Regions from separate parts of the Drosophila melanogaster genome. Here region 1 is linked to region 2. The links are chromatin contacts, called in public Hi-C maps. All regions are on one chromosome and are shown on one strand. Each heading gives the region's core, a stretch centred on a gene start, on an enhancer-like site or on the middle of the called end of the contact. The rest is flanking DNA. Distances are from core to core; before and after follow the strand shown.

Evidence for each region. A called contact is a pair of places that touch in the nucleus more often than the background predicts.
Region 1: a Hi-C map of the Kc167 cell line shows a contact between it and region 2, with 2.3 times the contacts expected there. The contact joins the promoter of mgl here to the promoter of BCL7-like in region 2. A contact is called at or near these places in 4 of 107 Hi-C or Micro-C datasets (the Kc167 cell line, the OSC cell line and larval central nervous system) and 3 of 6 datasets of contacts at active chromatin or transcription factors (all in the Kc167 cell line).

The regions. Positions count from the first base shown.
Region 1 is chrX:9,498,528-9,504,423 of dm6, reverse strand. It overlaps mgl (Megalin), which reads left to right and starts at 4,295. Exons shown (of 15, transcript NM_001298124.1): 1 at 4,295-4,550. CG32700 reads left to right here. Exons shown (of 4, transcript NM_167192.2): 4 at 1-1,598.
Region 2 is chrX:9,352,841-9,359,136 of dm6, reverse strand. BCL7-like reads right to left here and starts at 2,503. Exons shown (of 2, transcript NM_132334.4): 1 at 1,872-2,503; 2 at 543-1,574. The coding sequence starts at 2,217. The coding sequence ends at 1,456. Zdhhc8 (Zinc finger DHHC-type containing 8) reads left to right here and starts at 2,910. Exons shown (of 11, transcript NM_167189.6): 1 at 2,910-3,022; 2 at 3,959-4,675. The coding sequence starts at 4,584. mgl (Megalin) reads left to right here. Exons shown (of 15, transcript NM_001298124.1): 15 at 1-641.

The sequences.
Region 1 (5,896 bases), core at 3,046-5,545, 140 kb before region 2:
TTCAACTATTTTTGAACTGGGCTGGCTGCTTGCCCAGCCCAGCAGGTCAGCCAGCCTTTAGTTCGAGTAGACCAGGCCCGAAATCCAATAACCCCAATTAATAATAATAATACTACTACATACATGACGAACAACTTGAGAATTTGATGATTTCTTCAATTTTATTTCGGCTTTTGTGTGTGTGTGGCATGTAACGTAGTGCAATTCGATGAAATCGAATATTTGGAAAAACTGTCTCGTTTAAAAATCATCTGAAAGTATTCATTCATATTTTGCAAACAGTACTTGTTCCTTCTTTTTTTTAGTGCACATATAATTGGTTTTTTAAATTTGCTAATATTGCACAATTTGTTTTATTTTCTTCTCTATAAAATTATAGGAAAAATGTAATTAATTTAGGTTTATATTTACAAAAGATTTGGGTATTATTTTTGCACCCTTGATTAAAAATGGAAATATGAATTGAAGAGATCGCCGCACTCTCAAGTCGTTGAAGTTTTCTTTTATATAAGTCTCGATGTTGTTGTTTCTCATAGAGTGTACACATAAACATAGGATATATGTCCTCGTCATAAATATATTTAGAATGTACATAACAAAATACTCGAATATTTAATTTACTCTCTGTGTTCCTCTATTCGAACCGGAAACGAGTTTGCGTCTTCTTAGCACTCCAGGAAAATGAAGGAAAATGCCCCAATTTTCAATATGAAATGGGTGGAGAATTAAAGAGACCCGTAACTAAAAATTTCCCTTTCCTCTAATTTGACCTGAGCAAAATGTCGCTGGACGACGAAGGAAAAATACAAAAGATGTGTGTAAAACAAAACTAGAGAATTTTTTTATTATTAAACATAGTCAAGGATAATCAACACGAGATGATGGAGAATTTGGATGATGATGGCAAAAATGATGATGAGAATGCAAGGATGTAAAAGATATATTTATAGAAATGAGCTATATGTATACATAATGACAGATTGATTATATGATTATATAGTAACTTATTGTCACAACGCAAGAGCAATCAATGTTTAACTTTATTAAATGTTACAAAGAGTTTTAAATATTAAATATACTTAATGAAATATATACAGATATACCTATATATTGCAGATTATATTCTATACATATAATTTGTAGGTGAAGCTGAGATGAAAATGAATAAAAAATACTAGTCGTACTCGTAGTTCGCCATTATGTTTGCCAAAAATCGGAGATAAATGTAAGAAAAGTTGTGTCAGCCATTGCAGAAATTCGAGGGAAATTATTGTATTTAGCAAAAGGTTTTCCAGAATCTCATAAAACTCCATTTGTAAATCTATTGTACCCGCCAAATAAATAATCGTGAACCACAATCCTTATATTCAAAATAAGCAAACCACAAAAGAAGAAATTTTGGAAAGGCACGGTTTGAAAAAAAAAACCGGGCTGGCACTCTTTCTAATTTTTTTTTTGTTAGCATTTATTTCAAAATCGTTATTTCTTGTGTCTTAGCAATAATAATATAATTAAAATGTGTGTGTCGCTCTGTAACTGTCTCTATTGTGTTTGAGATTACTCGTATCTTATAATGAATATTATTACTAAACTAAAGCAAAAGTAACAAAAAAAAAGAAAAGAAAAGTAAGAAAGCAAAAACGCAGGAGACGCGGAATGGAATCCACAACAGAAATTAAAATTACTAATTAAAACGATTACTTACAGTAGACTTAAGAATACAATGATTAAATAAAGAAAACGATTTCCTTACATTAACATTGGTGTAACATTTTTCGGAAAAGCTCTTTTGGCTTAACAGAAGTTGTTGAAGGAAATAGAAAAGCTTTTAACGGTCACTTTCCCAAGTCACAGTAACACTGCTTTCTGCAAAAGCTTAAAGCTTAAAAGTGTTAGCTTTTTGAAGCTGTTAAAAGTCGATATTATAGGTTTATTTTGGCTTAAACCAATAAACCAGAGTGAAATGCTGGCTAAAAGCTGTGGTCGTTTAAGCTTTATTTTTAAACGGATTTCCGTTTTTTTTGCTAAGCAAAGGTTATTTTTCCCCTGGGTTACGTGGAAAATAGCTTGTTGAAAAAATATAACATCAGTTAACCAACTTGTGTCGTGTTAACGTGTCAAACTTTTCCAATTACTCACATGCACTTGGGCTCACCCAAATAATTTACCTTATATCATATCCGTTGCATCCAGTTACATATCCGGAACAATAGTTAAACCAATTTCGAGATTAACAACACGATTAGTACGTATAGTTAATATCTACGTGGTTTCTGATTATTCAATAAATAACTTAGGAAATGTTATGGTTGGTGGGGAATTTCTTGAAATAAAAACTTTATTATTTTTGATATAATATTTAAACATATTTTGATGTATTGGCTTAAGTTAATAAGTTCGCATATAATTTGTGTAAGCCAGTCATTTATTTGAATTGCGATCAAGTGTGCAACCTTGGCGCACTGCCCCCCACTCGAGAACATGCTCTACGGCTGTTTAAACTTTGGAGATGGTTAATAAATTTATTTTGTTTATTTTCGGCCGGGTCACGCTTTCCCCAAATGACCCTCGTCATAAAACGCGCGAGAATCTCTGGGTAAATATAAATATAAGAATTGCACGCTTTGGTTTTTGTGCATGAAAAGTTTACTTCGCATTTCGGTTTCGGCCAATTGTTTTTCTTGGCCCTATCACCTTTCACTGCGAAATATGTCTAAACGAGAATGTTTTGTGAATCCATTAAGACGCAATAGAGAATTTTCCTATAGCTCGTAGAGCGTTCGGTGATGTCTCCGCAGCACTGGATTGGAAATGTATATATCTTTCTACTTGGCCACCTGATAGGCGAAACAGCTTTTCCCCTTCGAAAATCTCAAATTGTTCAATTCCGCTTCCAAGAATGCGGAACGGCCAGCAGGCGGTCAGGCAAAAGTTTTTAGGAGCCGAAACAGCTGTTCATTTGGCTGGTGACTGACTTGCTCTGCAATTAAAGCGATTTTTTTCGCGGAAGAAGGCCCTATTCGAATAGTTTGGATACACTCGAATTCTTGGGAGTAAATATTGAAGAACTTCTTCAAAATTCTCCTGCTCAGTTCTAAAACCAAAACAATGGGATTTACTTAGGTTCCGTTTCATATGTGTGTGAGTGTAAGCTTGTACTTGAGAACAAGTGCGTTTATTTTTAGCCGAGTATTGAATTAATTTTCGTACGGACTTGTAAAGGAGCTTACATTATTTTCGTAGAGCAACCTGGCAACCTGTTGAAGGGGCTTGCAACTCGAACCGCGTTCGCTGCCAGCATCGAGCACGTTGCACGTGGCAAGCAGCAATTGTGTGTTTACTCAATATTCTCGGCGTGCCGCAGATTGTGCCTTCCAGAAAGCAAAATAAACAAATAAAAGTTCCATGAAAAGGTATCATTTGTCAAGCGACAGCCGACAAATGAATACACATATGCATGTATGTATGTATGTATGTATGTCCTATGTACCCAACGACTTAGCGGCTTAAGTAGCTGCTCTAAATAATAAATTCAATTGTAATCAGAATCGTTTATGTAAATATTCAAATCGTCAATTTACCCGGACAGAGAGTGAGATAGAGAGAGTGTAAGAGTGTGACGTGGGGGGGGGGGGGGGTGGAATTGTCCTCCAATAATCCGCGAGGCAAGCAAAAGTCTGGGAGGGGGGGGGGTGGCAGGTGTAGATAAGCACCCCATTAAGACAACAATAAGCTCAACAAGTTGTTCTGGAAAACTGTCAATTAGAACCACCAACACGCACTGTGGCAGCAACAATTGTTCGAATGAAAACACAACATGCTGCATGTTGCACGCTCGAACATAGCCTTGCCATGGAATCGATGTTGCATCAGAGGTGTAGATGGGGGCTATTAGGAATTGCAGCGTAACTAAATAGTATTAGAACTTAAACGCAGAGCAGAGAACAAAGAAATGTGCACTCCGAAGCTGCGGAGTTCTCAAATAAAATGAAGCTAGCATTTTAGTAGAACTATTACTTGCTATTAAGTATGTACAATAATCTCAATAATAAGAACTAAATAATAATAATGAATTGGTTTGATGATGAAGCAAGCTCCTTGGGCAGTCATGAGCATACCAATGCAATTCTTTCGCTCTCGAAAGCGGCGCCTCTGTTTGAAGTCGCACTGCCTGTGAGTAGCGGCTGCAACGCAACATGTTCGATGGTTCGATGGTTCGAAGGTTCGATGCCTTCGGTTTTGGTTGGGCGGCGAGTGGGCTGCGCTAGCATCCGCTGGTCAGTCGCTCGCGGAGCGTCGTCGTGAACGGTCAGCCAGCGCGGCTAATAAGTAACCAACTGTAGTGACAGTGCGATAGTGACTCTGATCCGAACCCGAATCCCAGGCCCACAACAGATACGTCCAGCGTGTGGGCAGCCAGAACAGAGTGACAAGAATATCGGAGCCGACAACAACAGTAAACTGAAAGATAGAAAGAAAGAAAGAAAGGCCAACCTGCCGATTAAATTCCAATTGAGTGTTACGAGTTTTTTTTTCGAGTGAGTGCGGCGGTAAATATTTCGATCTTCTTCCCTTTTTTTTTTTTTTGCTGTGCCACCAACAGAAACCGAAAAATGCAAAAATTAAAAACCAATCAGTGAAAATCGCCAAAATTGCCAAAATATCAAATAGAAAAATATGGAAAATAGTTGAATCGAAGAAACGCAGACCGCAAAAATTTATAGAAAGAAAACAAACACACAACACACACACAAAGAAAAAACAAAAGGGGCAGACAGAAAGAAAGCGCTTTTATTATTTTATTTAACGATTTTTCTTCTTGCAATTTTTATTTTGCACACTTTGTTGTTGGGTCAGTCAGTTGGCGGCTTTCGCCACTTTACGAGCAACTTCCTTTTTTGGCCGGAGAAAAACCAGTCTGGCCAAGAGACCAAAAGACCCCTGGCCAAAAGACGTCGGTCGGTGGGCACCAAACACTGCGAATGTAAACAAAACAGCAGCAAACCGTATTTGTTTATGACTCGGCTTGGCCAGGATAAAGCCCAGAGACTTTGAGACCAACTAAATCCCACACCCCCAACCGCCAATCCCGCCCTCACCAAAAATATGATTTGCTAGCATTTCCCCCCATTCCCCGGCCGAGATTCTCAAGTGCGAGAGTTGCAAAAAAAAATGTGGTCCCCCCTCCCCCCTTTTATTGCCGCACCGCGTTGAAACGACACCCGGTGAAAGTTTCCCAGTCGCAACTTAGAACTCTCTTCATTTTCGGGTTTCTTTATTTTTTGCTTGATAAATGAGTCGCTGGCATAGCCCCCGGGGCGGTAAATCATCTCTGCTTGTGGCACTGACAATTTCACAAATTTATATATTTGCCACAACAACCGACCGAAACACTCACAGTCGAAAGTTTTCCACTTCGAGTGCAAATTTGACTGGCTTGGAAAAGTCCAGGCGAGCAAATTGGCCAGAGGTGTTGCCAACGAAAAAAAAAAAAAAAAATGAATTGGTAACGAAAACAATTGACGAAATCGGAAGTGACAGCATGATAGTTCAAGTTCAAACACGCATAATAACTTCATTGAAAACTGTAAACTTGAGAGTAAACAATAGTTTTCAAAGATTTCACGAAGTGTCTTCAGTTCAGCATATTAAATATACCCAAATACGGTTTCAAATTGACATAGATTAGTAATTTAACATAGGAACAGTTAAAAAAGTTAACCAGCTGGTGTGATAATATCTATGAAATTGTTGGTTTCTGGAACTTGAGAGATTCGCAAGTTCTAGCAAGCAGCGGTTGTTAATGCATATGAATACGAGACATCGAGCAATTTCGAAGATATTCCACGCCAGTTATCGCCCCCCCCGCCAGTAACTGGAGGCCAGCTCTAGCTCC
Region 2 (6,296 bases), core at 1,254-3,753:
GTGCAATCCCCTCCCCCCGCCAACCGCCTACACTGTGCAACAAAGAAAAGCGTAGCTTTTCCTTTCTCCCGTTTTTTTATTTTTTTTTTTTTTTTGGTTCTCGCGCAACCCGATCTGCTTTTCTATTTTTCTCTATTTTATTACGTTTTGTGTGTGTAGTTGCAACTTGTCGCGCGTGTTTTTTACACACCATATATAAATATATAAATATTTTATTTTTTAATTATATCATCGATTTATGAATTGTATTATGATTTATGATTTATCTTTCTCTTCGAAAGTCGAAATGTGTGTGCATTTTTTTTTTCATTTTCGTTCTCTGTGCAAAATCTGTGCTTCCCTTCATTTAAGCGTGTTTTAGCATAAATTTTAGTGAAAGATGAGAGAAACTAAAGCTGTATACGCCAATCGGGCCATATACAACGCTATATGTGAAGTTAATTGTATATTTAATGTCAAGCTACATAATGGATAACGAAAAAGAAAACCAGAACATAATAAGAGTAAAACTACGAATGAAATGAAAAAAAAAACTATTTGTTGAAAGAATAAAACTTTTTTTTATTATTATACATACGGGGGGAAAATTGTAAGATGAAGAAAACTAAAACATTCAATAAAGAAAAATCATAAAAAAATGTAAAAAAAAAACAATAAGTAAATCTTCAGCGAACATTTGCATATTTTTCGCGCCCTGCTGGCAGTTAAATGTTAATGTCACATTTATGTTGGTAAGTGTACTATAAAGAGGTTTACTGGTTCAATTTTCGATTTCGGTTAATCTTTGTGCATCTATCGCGGGTTCATATTCGTTTTCGGTTTGACTTGCTTTGATCAATTCGTTAACAAACTATAAGCTTTAGCTTGTAAACGCTTCGATTTCAAGTCTGTTGCATTCACTGAATGCGTAGAAAAGCGTTTACAAGCGAAATTTACAAGGAAAATCAACTTATGAACGAGTACATCAATTGTTTTCAAGCCAGTTTTATAGTGAACAAAAAAAAGTAGCCTTTATGTTAGTACGCTAAGTTATAAACTAGTTGTTGTCAAAACGTCTAGAAATCGAAAGTCAAAAAACTTTACACGGTTTACAACATTCAGACTGGCTGTTTTGTATCTTAAGCAGCTATTACAAAATTACATATCCATTCTACGTTCGTACTCAAATCGATTCGCATGTCTTTCTAATAAATAAGTTGTCACATTTGATCTTAATGCTATGGACCTATGACCTATCGACCATCAGCTACCCCCGCTTTGATGACAAATAAATGAGGCTTATGGCGGGACAGTCTGACAGCCGTAAAGAAACTGCTAGTGTAAGGGAAGTGCTTAAGTCTTGGGCTGAGGCAGATACTCTCTCGTCGTCCGGTGCTGTCGGTGCTAACCTAACTTAACTAGGGCTCTTAGTTAGTTGCTGCTGCTGCTGTAGACGCTGTGCCTGCGAATGTTTGGCTAGTCGCTCGTCTTCAATCGCTTCACGGGTCCATCGCTGCCCTGCGAGTTCGAGTCCTCAGAGAAGGGCATACTCGACACGAAGTCGGCGCCCTGGCTGTCGGACACGACGGAGAAACCTGTGTACAGATAGAGATCGCATGAATAAGACAGAGTAAACATGTGCTTTGGAGTGATAAATTGTGCTGAATAGGAAATACGCTTTGAAGCCAAAAACCAAATGTAAACAATATCGCTAATGCAAAGACAGCAATTTTTATAGCAGCTCCGCAAGCTTATGAGACTAATGGCACCTCGTAAAGGTCCTAAAATCCATATACTGCATCCTGTTTTTTTGTTTTGGCTCCTAACGCAGTGCTTGCAGACATAGAACCCAACTACTTATTTAAAGAGAACCAGCACATAGCCATCCTTACAGGTGTTAGAGTCCTCGGCGGTTAGTCCCTGGTAGCTGGGCGTGATCTGCGGCGGCGTGGGCGTGCCCTTCTGAGAGTTCTCCTTATCGCTCTTGCTGCCGCCGACCGGCGTAACGCCCGAGCCGGGGGGCGGTCTCCGGACAGCAGCCGATCCCGGCGAGGACTCCAGCTTGGCCTTCTTCTCACTGGCGGAGGCGATGGGCACCCATTTGTAGATTTTCATGGTGGTGTCGCTGATGGTCACCCACTTCTTCTCCCAGTGGCGCACCTTGTCCACCGCCTGCATCACCCGCTTGATGTCATCCTTCGCCCGGCTGCGCGTCTCCGCCCGCACGCTGCGCGACATGTCTGTGGGTCGATGGCGCCTGGTCTGGCTCTTCCTGCTTTAATCGCTTTTCCTCCTTAGCCAAAGTCGGCGTCACACGAAAAGCCGCTAAGTGTTTTCGCTACTTCTGGCTGCTTCACAACTGAACTCTCCCCGTCTGGCTTTTAAGTGGGATCGTGTCTCGTGATTTTGGCTGGTCTCGACCAGTTAACCAGTGGATAGTTCAGTTTTTTTGGCAATTCGCAAAAATATTTTTTAATACAACAAAAATAAGTAATCGATAGCAAGCGTGATTTTCAACTGATGTTATCGAATGATTGCCCGTTGTTTTCACGGGCTGCAGTGTGACCATTGGCTAAAGGTCCGTGCTAAAGTGTGATAGCTTATTAATTCGTGTATGATTTGTAACTCAAGTGCTTAATTTTTGAGCTGAGCTAAATTATTAGCCGTTTGTTTTTGAACAGCTACAACCGTTAAATTTTTAAATAATAATTTTGAACTGTTAGTCCAACGGTTTCTATTATCTGGCAACGCCAATGTTGCCAAATGGTATAATCTAGTATATTTTCGTGTACCATCGTGAGAGTGATGGGCGAAATATCGATGCGCGATGAGTATCGATTTGTCGATTCTTTATCATCGACAACATATCGATATCACAATGCTACGATGTCACTTCGATGGCTCGATGGTTTTTCGATGTTTTTCCACCGACCGACGAAATTATGCGTACGCTCCGCTTATTTTTTATTTATTTTTTCGTAATGCGAACCGAACGTTCGCCGCCCATTAGAATGGAATGAAAAGTCGCACAAAGCCGGGAAAAGTGAAGTTATTTACGCGAATTGAAACTCGCAGTGCGTGCGAGCGAGAGCGATAATTAAGATGAAAATGCAGGCGACGCCGAAATAAAAAACAAAAAAAACGTTGCAGCAACAACGTGCGTGTGCGAATGTATGTGTGTGCGTGCGTGAATGTGTGTGTCTGCTGGTATATGTGAAGAGCCAGGCGAACGAGCAAGAGGGTGATAGGAGGACGAGGAAGAGAAGAAGAAGAAGCAGCGGTGGAAAAGAGAACGAAGAAAAGTGGGGAAAGACGAAAAAGGCAAAACGACAAACGCACACGAAATTGAAAATAGTTGTACGAAAATCAGGAGAAAGCCAGCGATCTTATTTTTTTCTTAAATTTTCCCCCTGGATAATTGATATTAGAAATGTGTGCGTAAGCTAACACCGATACTAACACCAATGCAAACGCAAGGCTAGAATCGCTCCTCGCCCGAAAGAGAAAAAGAGAGAGAGAGAGAAACGCAAACAAATTGGAATAAATTATAGAAATTTAAAATAAAGTAAACAACTCAAATGGCAGGAATTTAAACAAAAGTAAACAAGGGGAACGAGCGATATAAATTAGTTCAACATTTCGGAATTTAAGTTAGAGGAATCTATGTTAGTGTGATATTTTATTTCATTCTATGTTGTCATTTGATAAGTTAAACATTTTACTTAAATGTGCAGCAATATGCTAATTAGCACTAAACATTTTATTTTATTCAATCATAAGTATTCATTTTTTTAAGTGAGATTCTTGGGACTCAGCAGTAAATATAATACGAATTGATAGCGAATGTATGAAATGCGAGTGTAATGTGTCATTTGAAATTGTGATTTTTTTTTCAAGTGAAAGTTAAGTGAAATATTTTTCTTGAGTGTACCTAATCAGTTTCATTTATAAATTTATTTCTGCAATTTCCCCAAAACAGCAGCCGCTTCAAAAGCCAGAACTTTGAAAAGTCGAAGCTGAATTTTCCCCGAGTTTTCCCGATTTTCCGTTTCCCGCGAATCTGAAAGCCGCGCTGCCGGCGTCGCTGTCTCTGCCGCCGTCGACGTCGTCGATCCCGTTTCACGCGTCGCCGCTTCGTCTCGCCGTCTCGCTTGTTTCCCGCCCCCTCTCTCTCTGCCCCTCGCCCGACCCCGCCACCCGACCCTCCTACCAAAAGTACCCCCCCCCCCCAACCAAAAAAAAAAATAAAATCATCCTTAAACAAAATATAAAAGATACGAAATAAAACAACAAACACACAGAGAGAGAGAGCGAGTGAGATAGATAGATTGAGAGAAAGCCAAGTCAAGAAACGTCATCAAGCGGCAGCAGCAACAACAACAACAGCAGCAAGCACAACAACTGCAACTGCAACCAAAACGGCAACCTCATCAGCGACAGCAGCAACAAAAACAAAACGCATTTCATTGCCAAGAAGAAAAAAACGGTCAACGACACTGCAACAACATTGGCCAACAGCAACAACAACAAATCAGCAATACTGAGAGACTGCACTAGCAACAACAACAACTGAAACAACAACCAACAAATAGGAAAATAGGAAAATGCCCAAATGCGATGTGAAAACGCGCTACATTCCTGCGACTTTCGCCTGGATTGTGCTGCTTCTGACCACATTTCTCTTCTTCTTCTATCCGTAAGTAGCCATTTTAATGATAAAATAATTATAAGTTAATATAACATTCAACAGTTTAGTTCAGAAACCTTAAAAAAATGACCAAATACCTTTGAGTTTCTTTCGACTGAATTTCATTTCCATTGTCACAAAAGTAGTGCAATCTGCGAGTGGGTGCTATATATCACTAAATATATATGGTTAGTTTGCGGTGGCTTCGCGAGAAGTTCATGAATATTGAATGTGCCTTAGGCGGTATTCACTGTTGCCACACACGCGTACTTTCCTCTCTCTAGACCCCCCCCCCCCCCCCCACCCTCGTGGAGCGGCGTAATCAAAGACGACCCTTCGGCCTTCGTCTGCCAGCCAAAACCATAGAAAACCAGCCCAGCCACCCACTCAGCTTTCCACCCACCACCCACCATTGGCCCCACCCACATTATTTTCTTAGTAGCTTGCAGTTTTGTTGCTGGCACTTTATTTATTTTGCTCGCATTTTCGTGGATTATAACGACGAGCCGTAATGCATTATTATATGTGGGACAGCAGCTTTGTTGTTATCCAGTCTGGCCCCATTTACCACACCGCCCCCCCCCCCCCTAATTTTCCTTGTCTTAGTCATCTCTCAGTGGCCATTTTACTGCCCCACCGCCGGCATCTCCACCTCACACCGCCCCCGCCCCCCCACACTTGGCACTCAATTTGCAGTTTGCTCTGTGCGGTTTTTTCGCTCCTTTTTGCATTTTGCTGGTTTTTTTTTTTGCGCAAATTGTTTTCGTGTATTTTGGTCGTAAAAAGAATTTCAGTTTTCAAAATGCCGGGGGAAAAATGGATGAAAAAAAAATATGATGATGATGCACGTGGCTCGAGGGTCTGGCAGATTTTCCGTCTATGCCAGGAATACATATGTCACGGTAATTAGATGAAAAACTAGCATATGTTCAATATTTCATATTTCAAAAATATATTTCATGGAGCTAATGCAGCTTTTCCAAAAAACAAAAAAAACATGATAAGATTTGCTGTTTTCGTAATTAATTTGCGGTTTTATCTGAGCACATTATATTACTGCATTATTTATATAATAACATTATTATTAAAATCGTGAAACCTCCGCATGGTATAAACATTTTTTGCTTGTTTTTTTTTTTTTTTTTTTTTGAGACAACTAGAAGGCCAAGGGAGCAACAAATTTGCATAGCATGTGCACAATTAGCACATGAAACGAAACCAAAATAGCAATTAAGCAGTCTGTTTGAGACCCCCGAATGCCTCCCCACTGTCCGCAGACAGTTTTTCCCCATTTAAGCACACAGTTTTCCATAGGTTTTCCCTAGTTTGCCCGCTTCAAGCTTTTCCTAATGACGAGTTCTTGTGGTCAATTGCAGTTGCAATTGCAGCGCTTGGCATTTTCCCCGTTTTTCATCAAATTGCAAACCGTTTTTCCAACATCACCTGAGGACAATTTTGTTCTACTTTATCGTCACCTGGCTTCTATATGGGTCCCTTCCTTTTTCCAAGTACACAGTGAGAAATTTAAACCCTTTCTCTATTAATTATAACGAAATATCTATGCTTTCGAAGGTCAGGTTGATGACATTCCTGTTTCAATCAGGCATTTAATATTAATAATTTATTATTG